2 separate regions of the Cricetulus griseus genome follow, and region 2 is linked to region 1. The links are chromatin contacts, called in public Hi-C maps. All regions are on one chromosome and are shown on one strand. The core of a region is the stretch at or near the end of the contact, and the rest is flanking DNA. Distances in the headings are between cores, read along the strand shown. Region 1 has its middle 150 kb from the start of Pitrm1. Region 2 has its middle 73 kb from the start of Pitrm1.

Region 1 (6,361 bases), core at 1,855-4,354:
TCAGTTCCATTTCCTGCCACAGAAGACAAAAACCCAGAAGCTTTCAGGCATCAAACAGTGGCATAACAACCACTGAAAACCTGAGGAACCAAGTAAAGAAAAGCAAAAGTTTAATGTGTTGTACTTCCTATATAGCTATTGCAAGAACAAATATTTTTGGTCCCTCATGTGTTATTTTTATCTGAACATGTGTGCCTATATGATTATTTTTGTACTGTATCTGCATGTTCATATTTTTATACCTAGAAGAATACTTCCGAATGTCCAGATTCAATTTCTTCCTTATGAGAGGAACAGAATGGCATAACTGAATATAGGACTTCTTAAAAAAATGCACCAGAGAACTGGGGTAGAGCTCACTTGCCCACCTTGCACAAAAATCTGGGACCAAGTCCCAGCACAAGGCAAAGAAAAGGGCCAAAGGAGTGTCTGTGGCATCCAACCCAGACTTACAGAATACGAGAACAGGGTCAGTTCCAACACTGAATTCTGCTTTAGGGAATCGACCTGATCGAGAAAAATCATCTTTCCAGGATAGCCATAAACATTCAGTATACATACAGTTGAAACTCTGAGTTACATCTCCAACAGTGCAGAGAACAACATCAAAAACAGTTTAAGGATAGAAAAACTGCATTAATGAGAGGAAAATAAAGGAAAATTAGACAACGACAGAAAACAGGAAATATCTGGTAGAGGCATGAGAGGACAGTAGGTAACACAGGTGCAGCAGCCTGTTGATGAGGAAGGCGCAGTCAGCTTTGTTGCAGAGCAAAACAAATCTTGAAGCACTGAACACAACACACAGCTGCAGAAGTTAAGACAAACAATGAATGACTTTCTGTTCTTAGTATACTGAAACACAAGACCCTCAACAGGAACTCCTGTCAGAGGATATGCCACCGACAGCATGAGATCATTTATTGTCAGGTTTGTATTTATATATCTTCTACAACAGACAGCTGTGGGGGAAAAGGGAGGGGCTTAAGCTCTGCTTTTCAACTCAGTAGGTTTCTGCAAAAAGACAACTTTTATGACAATATAGTGAACACCACTTGGCTTATATCTTACCAAAATTCTCTAAAATAACCTACCCTTAGCCATGGTGGAAAGGACTCAGGAGAAGGTGTGAACACAGGGTCCTCCATGTCATTTGGGTTTTAAATCAGAAGCCTACAGAGCATAGGTTTGGTCAAAATCCACACAGATAAAATCACCTAGTACAGATGGATGATAACGAGCTGTGGGCATCCATCACTTAGATCTTTATCACAGGCTGAATCACAAAAACGTAAAGGAGCAAATGCACAGGAATCAAGTGACCTACTTTCTCAGCCAGTACCATTACAAGCCATGGATGCTGCACTACTCTGTCTTTAATTCCGACTTTTGTCTTTGACTGAAGCTAGAAAAAATAATCTCTAAGTTACTTTCCAATTTTCACTTTTCTCCTATGAGAAGTTCCATGCAGAGTTTGAGGAACAATGACACTGAGTGTTTGCATTTATGAAGTTGCATCTTCTAATTAAAAAATGTGGTTATCAATTGATATTCAATTATGTATATAATCTCATAACACATAGAAATATATTACAAGCTTTCTCATGAGGAATGCAAGTGGTGAAATTATTAAAACTTTCAGCCTCCATAAACTAATGTATGATATACATGATGTTTTTTTTTTTTTTTAAGTAAAAAAGCAGCTACATGGTGGCCATGGCTGAAATTCTTTTTCATCTCTCCATGGCCTCAAAAGCTGTCAGTGTGTCATACTTTCTGATTTGTGTTATATGGAGTGATACACAAACCCAGACAGGAAGCTCTCAAAAAAGTGAACTGTACCAGGAAGACAGCACAAGAAAAATAATCACTTACTGTGCAGACAACTATTGTGTGTGGATATGTATGTATATGAGTGTTTAGGCATACTCATCTGTGTATTCAAGTATGAAGGTAAGATGTTAAGTCCGAATATCTTCCTCTGTCATTCTCCACATTATTTTGATTTTTTTAGATATTTTAATGTGTGTGTGTGTGTGTGTGTGTGTGTGCGCGTGCGCGCGCGCGTGCACATGCACGTGTTCGCACATACGCATGCAAGTGCCTGTATTCTGTTGCCCTCAGAGGCCAGAAAAGGATGTCAGATTCTGGACATTGGTTCCTTTGTAGGTGCAGTTACAAACTGTTGAGAACTTCTACACCTCAGTGTGGGTGCTGAGAGCTGAACTCTGTTCCTCTAAAAGAGCAGCAACCATGATAAACTGCTGAGCTATCTCTCTAGCACCCTCCTTCCTATTGTTTGAGATAGGATCTCTCACTGAATCTGGAGTTTGAGCTTGCCCTTTCAGCTAGACTTTCTGGAAAGCAAGCCTTCCTTCATCCATTTTCCTGTCTCCATCCGACCCCCTATCTTTGGGGTTATAGAAGTGTGGTACCCTACCACACCTAGCTTTTAAGTGGGTACTGGGGATCTGAAGGTATGCCCTTGTGCTATTGCAGCAAGCACATTACCTATTTACTCCCAAGTTCTAAATAATTTTAATGTGAAAATTAGAAGAGGGCTGAAAATATGACTCAATTGAAAGAATGCTTACCTGGCATGCATGAGGCATGTACATTGCCTTTGAAATTGTGGCTTCAGTAAACAAATGCCCACTAGCTATTTTTGTTGTTGTTCCATTGCTATGCTGCCAACATCAACAAAAAGGTTTAGTGCATGAGTGACAATGTATAAATTCTCTGTTCCAATCAGAGGAGTCAAGGAATCAGCTCCTATATGAATAATAAGGCGTTATGATTCTATGACATTTGGTCCATGTAGAAATTTCCATATGAAGACTGTGTACAAAGAACTCTAGAAAATCTATTTGATATTATGCTCATAAGGGCGGCTGCATTGGCTTTTTCATTCAGATATCTCTTTCTAGTAAATGTGTAAAGTATAAGTTTCCCAGAATCCTCAGCAAATTACCATCCAGTGGGTATCAATGTGTTCTGACTGTAGAGGATAAATATCCAAGGTCAAGTTATTAGCAGGAACATACATCTTCTGTGACAGACTCAGATAACTTGGAATGTTGACTGCACAAAGTGATTCATAAGAAGTGAATTAGGCATTTCCTCCCAACTTGGTGTTGAGCAACATCATGTGGTTAGTTGTAACTGATTGTGATGGGAATATTTAAAACACAGCAATTGAAAAAGCCTGAGCTTCAGTGGGTTTTTTCCTGGAGAATCCATTTGTTAACATAGCTCTTAATAATCATTTACAATGACTGGTGGCATGTGTCGCCTGCAATGAGTTCTTCCTCTTCTCCAGCCAGTCAGCTTTACTGGTAATTATCAGCAAATGCTGGTTCCTTTCCTCCATTCTTCGTACACTTACTAGTGGAAATTCTTCTATAGTGAGACTTGTTTTTTCTCCTCATTTATTTATTCATGCAGTTGTTTTTTCTCTTTTGAAAGTTCTTTACTTAATAGCAAATTCATATTCAGAGTCCACTTGATTTATGTAAATATAGTGTATTGTACCAATATGTATGCATTGGAGAAAACCAAATTAATATATGCTGCCATATTGTTATGCTAATATATTTGTGTTTAAACTCTAGACTGCAATGTGTCTTAGCTTTTCCTACTTTGAACCACTTAAATAGGTCATTGATCAAGAAATTTGTAGCTCTCCTCAAGGATCATCTGTAAGAAATGTAAGTTTCCTGTGTCAATTTGAGCTGAGAATAACCACCATCTGATACTATGTAAGCAGCCACCCATTTATGTCAATCTCGATGCAGTGTAAATATAAAAACATACTGCAAAACCAAAAATATATCTGGAAGGTAAACATATGGGAGGCAATGCCCATCATCTATAAATCTTGTTGCCAAGGGATGCTAAGTAACATGATAATGTCAGAACTTGAGCATATAAAAATGTATTCCAGGAAGAAATGGATGCAGTGGAGCAGGGAGGGAGGGAGAAGAAAGTAGGGTAACACTAATATGAAAAGAAAACTTAAAGGAAGAAATGAAGATATGGAATGAGATAAAGAGAAGTATGAAAGGTGGGATAAAAGAGGAAAGAAAGAAAGGAGTAATGACAGGGAAGGGAAGGAGGAACGAGAAAGGTGTGGGGAAGGAAAAGAAAAGGAAGAGGGGAGGGGGGAAAACAAAAAATTGCTTTCCTTCATAACTATGCTTCATACACAAGAATACCAAATATAAGCACACAGAAGCAAAAGATTTCCACATCAAACACTTATTTTAATACCATGGAAACATGCCTCCCAATCTCCCTAGTGGAACATGTATTTACTAACTTTTACACATCCTTGAAATGATGTGTTTCACCTTGCTTGAAATTTTCTCTATGTACTCTTTAGAACTGTCATTCCTTTGGGTTTTCTGAATATCTGTTGTTGTGCTTGGTTGGACCCAATTTCCAAGTTATGCAAACATGTTTCACTTGCCAATCCCTGCATTTCTGAGAGAAAGACTGAGATGTAACTTCAGCAACACACATTAGCCTTAAATGAGGAGCCTTTCTGTTCCTTTGTGTTCATGCCTGGTATTATCCCTTTGTGATCCTGGAACAACAGTCAACATCACAAAGGATATTTTCCATGAGCATGAACACTTGAAACAAGCAAATAATCTGGGCAATTTTCAAACATTTACAAGAGTGTAAATTCAGTTGTAATTTTCTCCTCTGTAAATACAAACTGTAGAAACAATCCAAATGTTATTTTCATGTAATTCAATGGCAAATGAATTTTCTAAGTATTTGGAAAGAGCCTTTGAGAACATACACATTCTGTACAAAGAACTCTGAAGTGGTCTCCACAGGCATCAGTTTAACAAATATTCATGGCATGCCTGCATTGTGTCAGGCATTATTTTGATGGACACAGCAATATAAAAAAGAGAGAAAATGTCCATCTCATAGATAGGCATCATAGTGGATAAATAAGTAAATAGGCCATGTCCTTGAAAGTATAAAGGAGAAAACGAAATCCATTGTAGGGATGAAATCATGGGTGAAGCACACATTACAGTTTTAAATATAGTAAGGATAAAGATCTTAGATAAAGTGACTTCATGAAAAACGGAGTTGTGTCAACAAGTAATCTGGGGAGACAACATGGCCAAATGATTTGGGTGCATTGCAACCCAAGGCTGAAGTAATAATCAGGATGATATAAGTCATGGGGACCATATGACCAGTCACTGAAACATGCAAGGAGTTAACCACTGACTGCATCTAATATTGTAAGTCATGAAATCATGTCACAAAAGGAATTAATAGAGCTTGCAGGTATGTCCAGCTTATGAGTCATGAGTCACATAAAGCCACATGCAGAACAGAATACCTATGAATGTAGCCCAACACAAAACAAAAAATTTCCTTAAAGCACGAGGATTTTTCTGAAATAGTTTGATGAGTGGATTGTGCAGTTCTTGAGCATAAACTTTGTAGGTGACAACAATTTGCTGCAATGTTGAAAGATGAGACATACCTGGAAGAGTCTAAGTCTTAGACCAACATGGAAGCAGGGGAATAGTGAGAACGCGCTGTGTGTTTGACCTGTTTTTAGGGGAGGGAATGGATTTGCTGACTAATCAGCTCAGAGGTCTGAGCAAATAGAAACAAAAGATTGCCAACAACCATGACTGATAGGGAGCAGATATAAAGACAGGTGGGGTGGAGCAAGACAGAGTTGGATTTTGTATATATGAAGATGGAAAGTAGGGGAGAGAAAAGTCCATGCTCTAGCAAGTTCCATCTTCTTAATATGTGAGTCAAAATGTCAACTGAAAAGGCGGTGGATGAGAAAAATATGGCGACAGTGAGGGGCATCTTAGAATGGAAGGACCAAATTTAATTCAAAAACCTACTTCTTGATGAATTCCACATTTGTGGCAGCTCTCACCTGTGTTGGAGCACAGACCTTCACTACAACCAGGGTTTCCCATCACTTTGAATTGCATGTGTTATCAATTGGCCCAGCATGAGCAAACATAGCCTGCTACACCTCTGCTCAAACTCAATGCTGGATATTATGAATTTCAGCACTGTTACTATACACACACAGTTTTCTGCTCTTAGAAAAACATAAAAAGTTTTATTATGGCAAAGAGTTATTTTCCTGCCATCAGTTCATTATAACGTGAATGTATCAAATTACCATAGATTCGAATTGCACTGTGATAGAATGTTGATTTGAAAAGTTTATAGGTTTAGTACGTTAGAGTTAAAATCTTCCTTTTTTATTTAGACAAAAGGAGGGAAATGCCACAGAATATTTGTTCATACTGTGTAAAAATATGTCACTTTGACTGATTTAATAAAAAGCTAAACAGAA
Region 2 (6,036 bases), core at 2,232-4,731, 81 kb after region 1:
AAGCACTATTCCACCCACAAGATTCTAATTTTCAAACTCAACACTGAACAGTGGGAAGTGAAAATGTTTTCAATGTTCCTAAACTAAAATGGGTGTTGGTAGATCTCTGAGTCCACGGACCACACCTACCCATGTTATTTTCCCCAAAACACTCCTTGGTTTCTATGAAGGAAAAAAAAATAGATACCCTAGCAGGTCCCTGAACAGAAACCACAGCAAAATAAGAGCTGAGTCACGGCTGCATTAAACATTCTCCAGACTGCTAGTTGCTCTCTGGTGAAAGAAATCAGTGAGAACAAATCTTTGCAAACTGCCCTACTCAAAGGCTTGTGTCAAGCAAATACATTGGGAAATAAGTCCTCTCTTAAAATAAAAATAAGAATAGATTTGCAGAACATCATGAGAATGGATATATTGAGAACTGACAATTTAACCTAATAAAGGGAAAGCAGGCTCTAAAGCTAAAAAGGTCATACCTTCACTGCTGCAGATGCTCAGTCATGAAATGAAACAGAGGAACAAGAATCTCATATCTACTTCCTCCAGCACCTGGCTTGCCTTCCCTTTCTCTGCTCTGTTGACCCCTTCATCATATTTAGAATAAAACTGCACAAAGCTCTGTGCCTTCTTATAAAGGATGATGCTCGCTGGATGGAAAAAAAGAAATAGTGGTCATGCTTATTGAGAACAATCTTATTGAAAACACAGTTTCTGTTAGTGAATAAGTTATTTAGCACTAGAAAAAGTACTGAAAGTCTAGGATGGCTCAGCTAATGAAACATTCATCTTCCAAGCATGGTAACCAGAGTTTAACCCCCAGAAGCTACATAAAAAGCTGGGCATGGTGGCATTTACCTATAATGCCAGCAGTGGAAAGGTGGAAACCTGGAGGGTGTCTGGAGCTTGCTGTAGCTGGTCTAGCCTGCTCTGCAAACTCCAGGTTTCTGTGAGAATTCTTACCTCAAATAGCAACATGGAGAGTGGCTGAGGATGGACACCTAGACTGATCTCCACATATAGGTACACACATGCATCTATATAAGCCTTAATGCATAACACATATTTTCGAAATGTTTTTAAAACTTTGTGATTTAATAATGTCTTATTTATAGGGTAAAGTTGGGTGTGGGGCACATTTAGATGTTTAGAACATAATACATATATATACAATTATACAAAATAGGTTATTCTATACTTTATCACATGTATCACATTTAAAATTTATCTGTTCTAGTTGCTGACTCACCCCTTCTCCCTCCCTCACTCCCTTTTTCCCTTTACTCTTTCCTTCTCCCTTTCTTCCCTCTCTCCTTCCCTCATTTTCTCCATATCCTCCCTTCCTCCATCCTTCCCTCCCTCTCCCTCCTCGTCCTTCTTCCTCAGTGTTCACAAATGTCCGATAAAGCAATTTTACAACTCACAACTTTACAAATATTGAGAAAGGACTCCTTCTGGCACCACTGATGGTCTGTATGACATCTATAAGTTTCTCTCTAAAATCGGGGTCTAATCTAATACCATAGGATATGAAAAAAGCAAAAGGAGGAAGAGGAGGAGAAGGAGGAAACACGGACATATTGATTTTTGGGTGGCTCCATAAACACATTGGAGAGACTCTACATTAAAACAACTCATTTCAAACAAAGTGGGCTTTAGAATTCTAGGACAATGTGGCCCAAGGCAGCTAGCTGTCTTCATGGCCTCCCCTCTATACCCTAACTGACTTGAGCAGCCCTGAACCTTCATAGCTGTCCCTGGCAAGTCCATGTCTCTTTGTGGTGAAGTCCAGAAGCTAGTGCCTTGCACTGTCCAGATGTAGCTACATCTGAGCATGAAGTAGCATCCTTTCTGTGCTGGGATTCATAAGCTATGGCTGGCTTTGGAAGTGCTAGTCCACCATATTAGAAAATCTCTGAGATCTGAGGCAGGGATGGACCCATGGATCTCATCATTTCACACAATAATTCTTTGATGAGGAGAGTGATCATTGTTAAATCAAAGATGTCCACATTAACACAGCCACAGAACTTTTCATGGAACAAAAAGAGGACCCTGAGAACATTTCCATAAACCACTTATATATGCACATCTTTTGCAGTGCTGGGTATGGAACTCAGACATGCACATGCTAAGCAAGCATTCTATCGCAGAGCTACATTTCCAGCTTGACTCACTCACTCTTGATCAGAATGAAAACAATTTGGTACACTTAGCATTTCATGCAACTACACAACTCTATGGAAGATGACTGAGTGTAACCTTTACATTTGGGTCTCTGATAATGAAGACTAAAGGAAAAATGGTAGACGTAGTCTTGGAGTCAGCTGAGAGTGGAGTGTTGTGACCAGGGAAGCAAACTCTTCAAACATGTGAGTGACCGTTTCTGTCTTCTGCAAACTTTAGGTAGCAGTCTGATAACATTCTGAAACTGCACACAACCAGCCTCAGCTACATCAGACCTGTCCACTCTTCTGCTTCTCAGAAAGAAAAAGCTGGAGGAGGGCCAGCCAGTCTCAGAAACGCACCCCACTCTGTGACCATTGCTGCTGCAGGGTAAAAAACAATACGGCCAATGCCATTGCTCCCAGCAAACCACGGGAATCAAGCCTCTCTGAACTTTATTTATTGAATTTCTCGGACATCAACATGAACAAAAAGAATTTTTTTTACACCAGAAAGGTCAAATGATGATTGAATTATTGTAAAATTTATTACTACCCCATCACTGTTCAAAAAGCCTTTGTCATATGTGCCCTCTCTCTTTCTCTCTCTCTCTCTCTCTCTCTCTCTCTCTCTCTCTCTCTCTCTCTCTCTCTCTCTCTCTCTCTCTCGTACATATATATGTATGTGTATGTTGATATATATCCTAATACATAATATATATATACACTAATTGCATCCAATATGTACATATGGATGTTATTTATAAAGCAGGGGCCTTTTGTACAGTTGATAATTTAATGGCTGAATTAAAATAGTTGAAAATGAACTGGGGTGTCAGTCAGTATGCCTCCAATGCTTTGGATCCTTGGGTTGCATTCCCAGTACCAAACCAACAAATAAACAAGTGGCACACATTACCTGTTCTACTTTATAGCACTGCAATGCCTCTCATTTTTCTTTTGTGTGTGAGTGTTGAGAGGGGAGAATGTGCTTGTGGAAGCCAGAGAACAGTGCTGTCCATCTTTCTGAGACAACGTCTCTCATCCTGAAGCTTATCCATTCAGCTAGCAGACCTGTCTGTCACTGTCTGCCCATGGCTGAAATCACTAGCACATTCCATGACCTCCGGCCTTTTTTAATGTGTTTTGTTTTTAATTATGTACGTACTGCATACTGTATGTGTGTGGCTGTATGTAGATATATGCATAATGGTTCAGGTTCCCACGGAGACCAGAAGAGAATGCCAGCTCTTCTAGAGGTGGAGTTACAGGCAGTTGTAAGTCACACTGCGTGGGTGTTAGAAGCCAAACTCCAGGCCTCTGCAAGCACAGTATGCATTCTTAACCACTGAGTCATTTCTCTGGGTCAATGTCTGGCTTTTTACACGCTTCTGAGGATCAAATCTGGGTCCTCATGCTTACAGAGAAAGCGTATAATCAACTGCACCATTCCTGAACCCTCTTTCCTCTTTGTCGTATATTAGCATGCTGTCTAACTAGCCCTCTATCCTGTGTATCCAGCCTCCTGCAGAGAGAAAGAATGCTTACTTCCTCTCTCAGTACTGTGCACTGTGCTATCCATCCCACTGGGCCTCATTTGTGTGCAATAAATTGATTTTTTTAAAAAGAAAGTGACAGCCTATTCCCTACTCTTTTACAAAATATTTTAACAACTTCATCCGACACCAACTAAATTTCTCTATAACATAAACTGGGTGGTTGCTTTTGAAATTGCTTTGTAGAGAGCAATGGTTCTTATTAATGAAAGTGCATCAAACCTACCAGAACTCAGGCAGTTTCACAGCCTCTGTGGGCTCAAGACTGCTGGATTCCAGTCAACTGGAAGTCTAAGTTTTGAAAAACCTTAACTGGAATGATAATTTAGCAATGAGAATGAAGAAATGAAGTCAGTCAGCCTAATCACCATCCTATACCTTTCATTTGGCCTGACTGTGCTAAGGTCTGGAGTTCAGAGACAGAGAGCTGAGAGCACCCAGTCGGCCCTCTGTCTGTGCATCATGTCATCACAATTCACCCAGAGACAGGGAGCACTAAAGTCATTCACCAGAGAGATTATGCACCCCAGGAAGTTACTTCAGCTGTTTTACCTGTTCCTTTCCATTACATGCATCCTCTCCAAGATCACAAGACGAACTTTAAAGAAATCGTTAAGTCCCACTCAAGTGGCCTTGACTCTTGCTTTGTCGCTTCATTGTCTTGATGATATCTTCAAGCCGTCTCTGAAGCCATGTTTTTTCCACAGCCAGGCCTTCCTCTCTCCATACCAGCATCCCGAGTTCATACATCTGAGCTCATAGACTGGCTGAACTGGGCTACACACGGCATCCAATCTTTGCAGCAATTATTAATACTGTGATGTCTCATCCTTATATCCTCCTTAGTGTTAGGAATGAGCTTGCATTGTCATGTGCCCATATGTCCCTTCACAACCCAGGCTCCATCAAAAGTATTAAGGGTGTTGAGATTTCTCTTGGTTTTCACTCTCACAGAAACTGAAGAGGAATTCCATACTCCAACCTCCAGAATTCTCCAGCGTGGAGCACCCCAGTCCTTGTCTGATCTCCATGGTCGGAGAGGAGCATAGACTCTTTACTCAGTAAGGGACTATGCATCATTTATGCTTCAGTGCCCTCTTACAGGCAATGTTTTGGCTTATGGGAGTGAACCAACAGGTAAAGAAGTGCCTGACCCCTGAGGCAAGAATAGAAACAACATCTGCAAGTATGTTTTCAGCATGTATCACAGTTAGCCACGTAGACACTTGGTAATCCAAAGTTAGCTCTGCAGTGCACAGTACTTTTGAAGTTAGAAGTTTGGCTCCTGAAAGGGAGAGGCTTTAAGAACTAGGTCAGCTCATGTGAAATGCTTTGCCAAGCTAAGTGGTTGAGAGTGGCCTAGTTTGGAGCATCTGAATGCACAGGATGCAAAGGTTAGATAAATATTCCAGTCCCTTTAAGTGCTTTGAGACCCACACTTCATGAGGCTTTGTTCAATAAAAGATTTTGTTTATCATGAAAGCAAAGGAACATGTTATTGACCTGACAGCAGATTAAGACTATTAAGAAAAGTTGCTAAAATGAAGAACCCAGGCCTTGCAGTAAAGGTGGAATTACAAGGGATGACTAAGTAGAAACTGCTGGAGGAGAGGATGTATCATTACTTGACTTACATCAAATGCCCTGCAGGTGATGACCTCACCAAGGCAGAGAGAAGGCACAGCTGTAAGCTAATGGACATAAAAGGAAGCAACAATAAGCAACTGAGAATACACAAATCAACTAAAGTGTTGAATCCAGAGCTGGGTCCTTATGTATTATTTGAGGATGACTTTAAACTCCAAGGTGTAAATTTGAAAGGAGGGAAGGAAAGAAGGGAAGGAGGGAGGGAGGGAGGGGGGCAGGAAGGAAGGAAGGAAGGAAGGAAGGAAGGAAGGAAGGAAGGAAGGGAAAGAAAAGATTGGACTGGAGACAGTGTTTATCCCTAGAGCACAAATGGACTTTGGGAGCCCATTCCCTATGGAGGGATACTATTGCAGCCCAGATACCAGAAGGAGGACCTGAGCCCTCCCCGAAATGATATGACAGATTTTGATGATCCCCATGGAGAGCCTCACTATCCCTGGGAAGTGGGTGGGAGGTGGGTTGGGGGTCGGTGGGGAGCATGGGAGGATGGGAGGGCAAGGGAATGGGGAGATGGATACATAAATAAGAGTGCTTCTAAAATAAATAAAAATGTTAAAAAAAAAAGATTGGACTGGAGAAATGGATCAACAGTTTAAAGCACATACTGCCACAGGGCTCTTGTAGAGGACCAAGGTTCAGTTCCCAGCACCCACATCAGGCAGTTCACAACT

Evidence for each region. A called contact is a pair of places that touch in the nucleus more often than the background predicts.
Region 2: a contact with region 1 is called in a Hi-C map of the CHO-K1 cell line, with 3 times the contacts expected there. The contact joins two enhancer-like sites. A contact is called at or near these places in 3 of 8 Hi-C or Micro-C datasets (the CHK-Q cell line, the CHO-K1 cell line and fibroblasts).

Annotation. Positions count from the first base shown.
Region 1 is chr3:231,030,962-231,037,322 of CriGri-PICRH-1.0, forward strand. No RefSeq gene overlaps it. Among named protein-coding and RNA genes, the nearest start is that of Pitrm1, 150 kb to the right of the region's middle. Within about 2 kb of position 3,105, at least 2 of the 6 cell types and tissues checked have open chromatin away from gene starts, as enhancers often do. A contact at or near this core is called in the CHO-K1 cell line and fibroblasts, where this site is marked.
Region 2 is chr3:231,111,095-231,117,130 of CriGri-PICRH-1.0, forward strand. No RefSeq gene overlaps it. Among named protein-coding and RNA genes, the nearest start is that of Pitrm1, 73 kb to the right of the region's middle. Within about 2 kb of position 3,482, at least 2 of the 6 cell types and tissues checked have open chromatin away from gene starts, as enhancers often do. A contact at or near this core is called in the CHO-K1 cell line and fibroblasts, where this site is marked.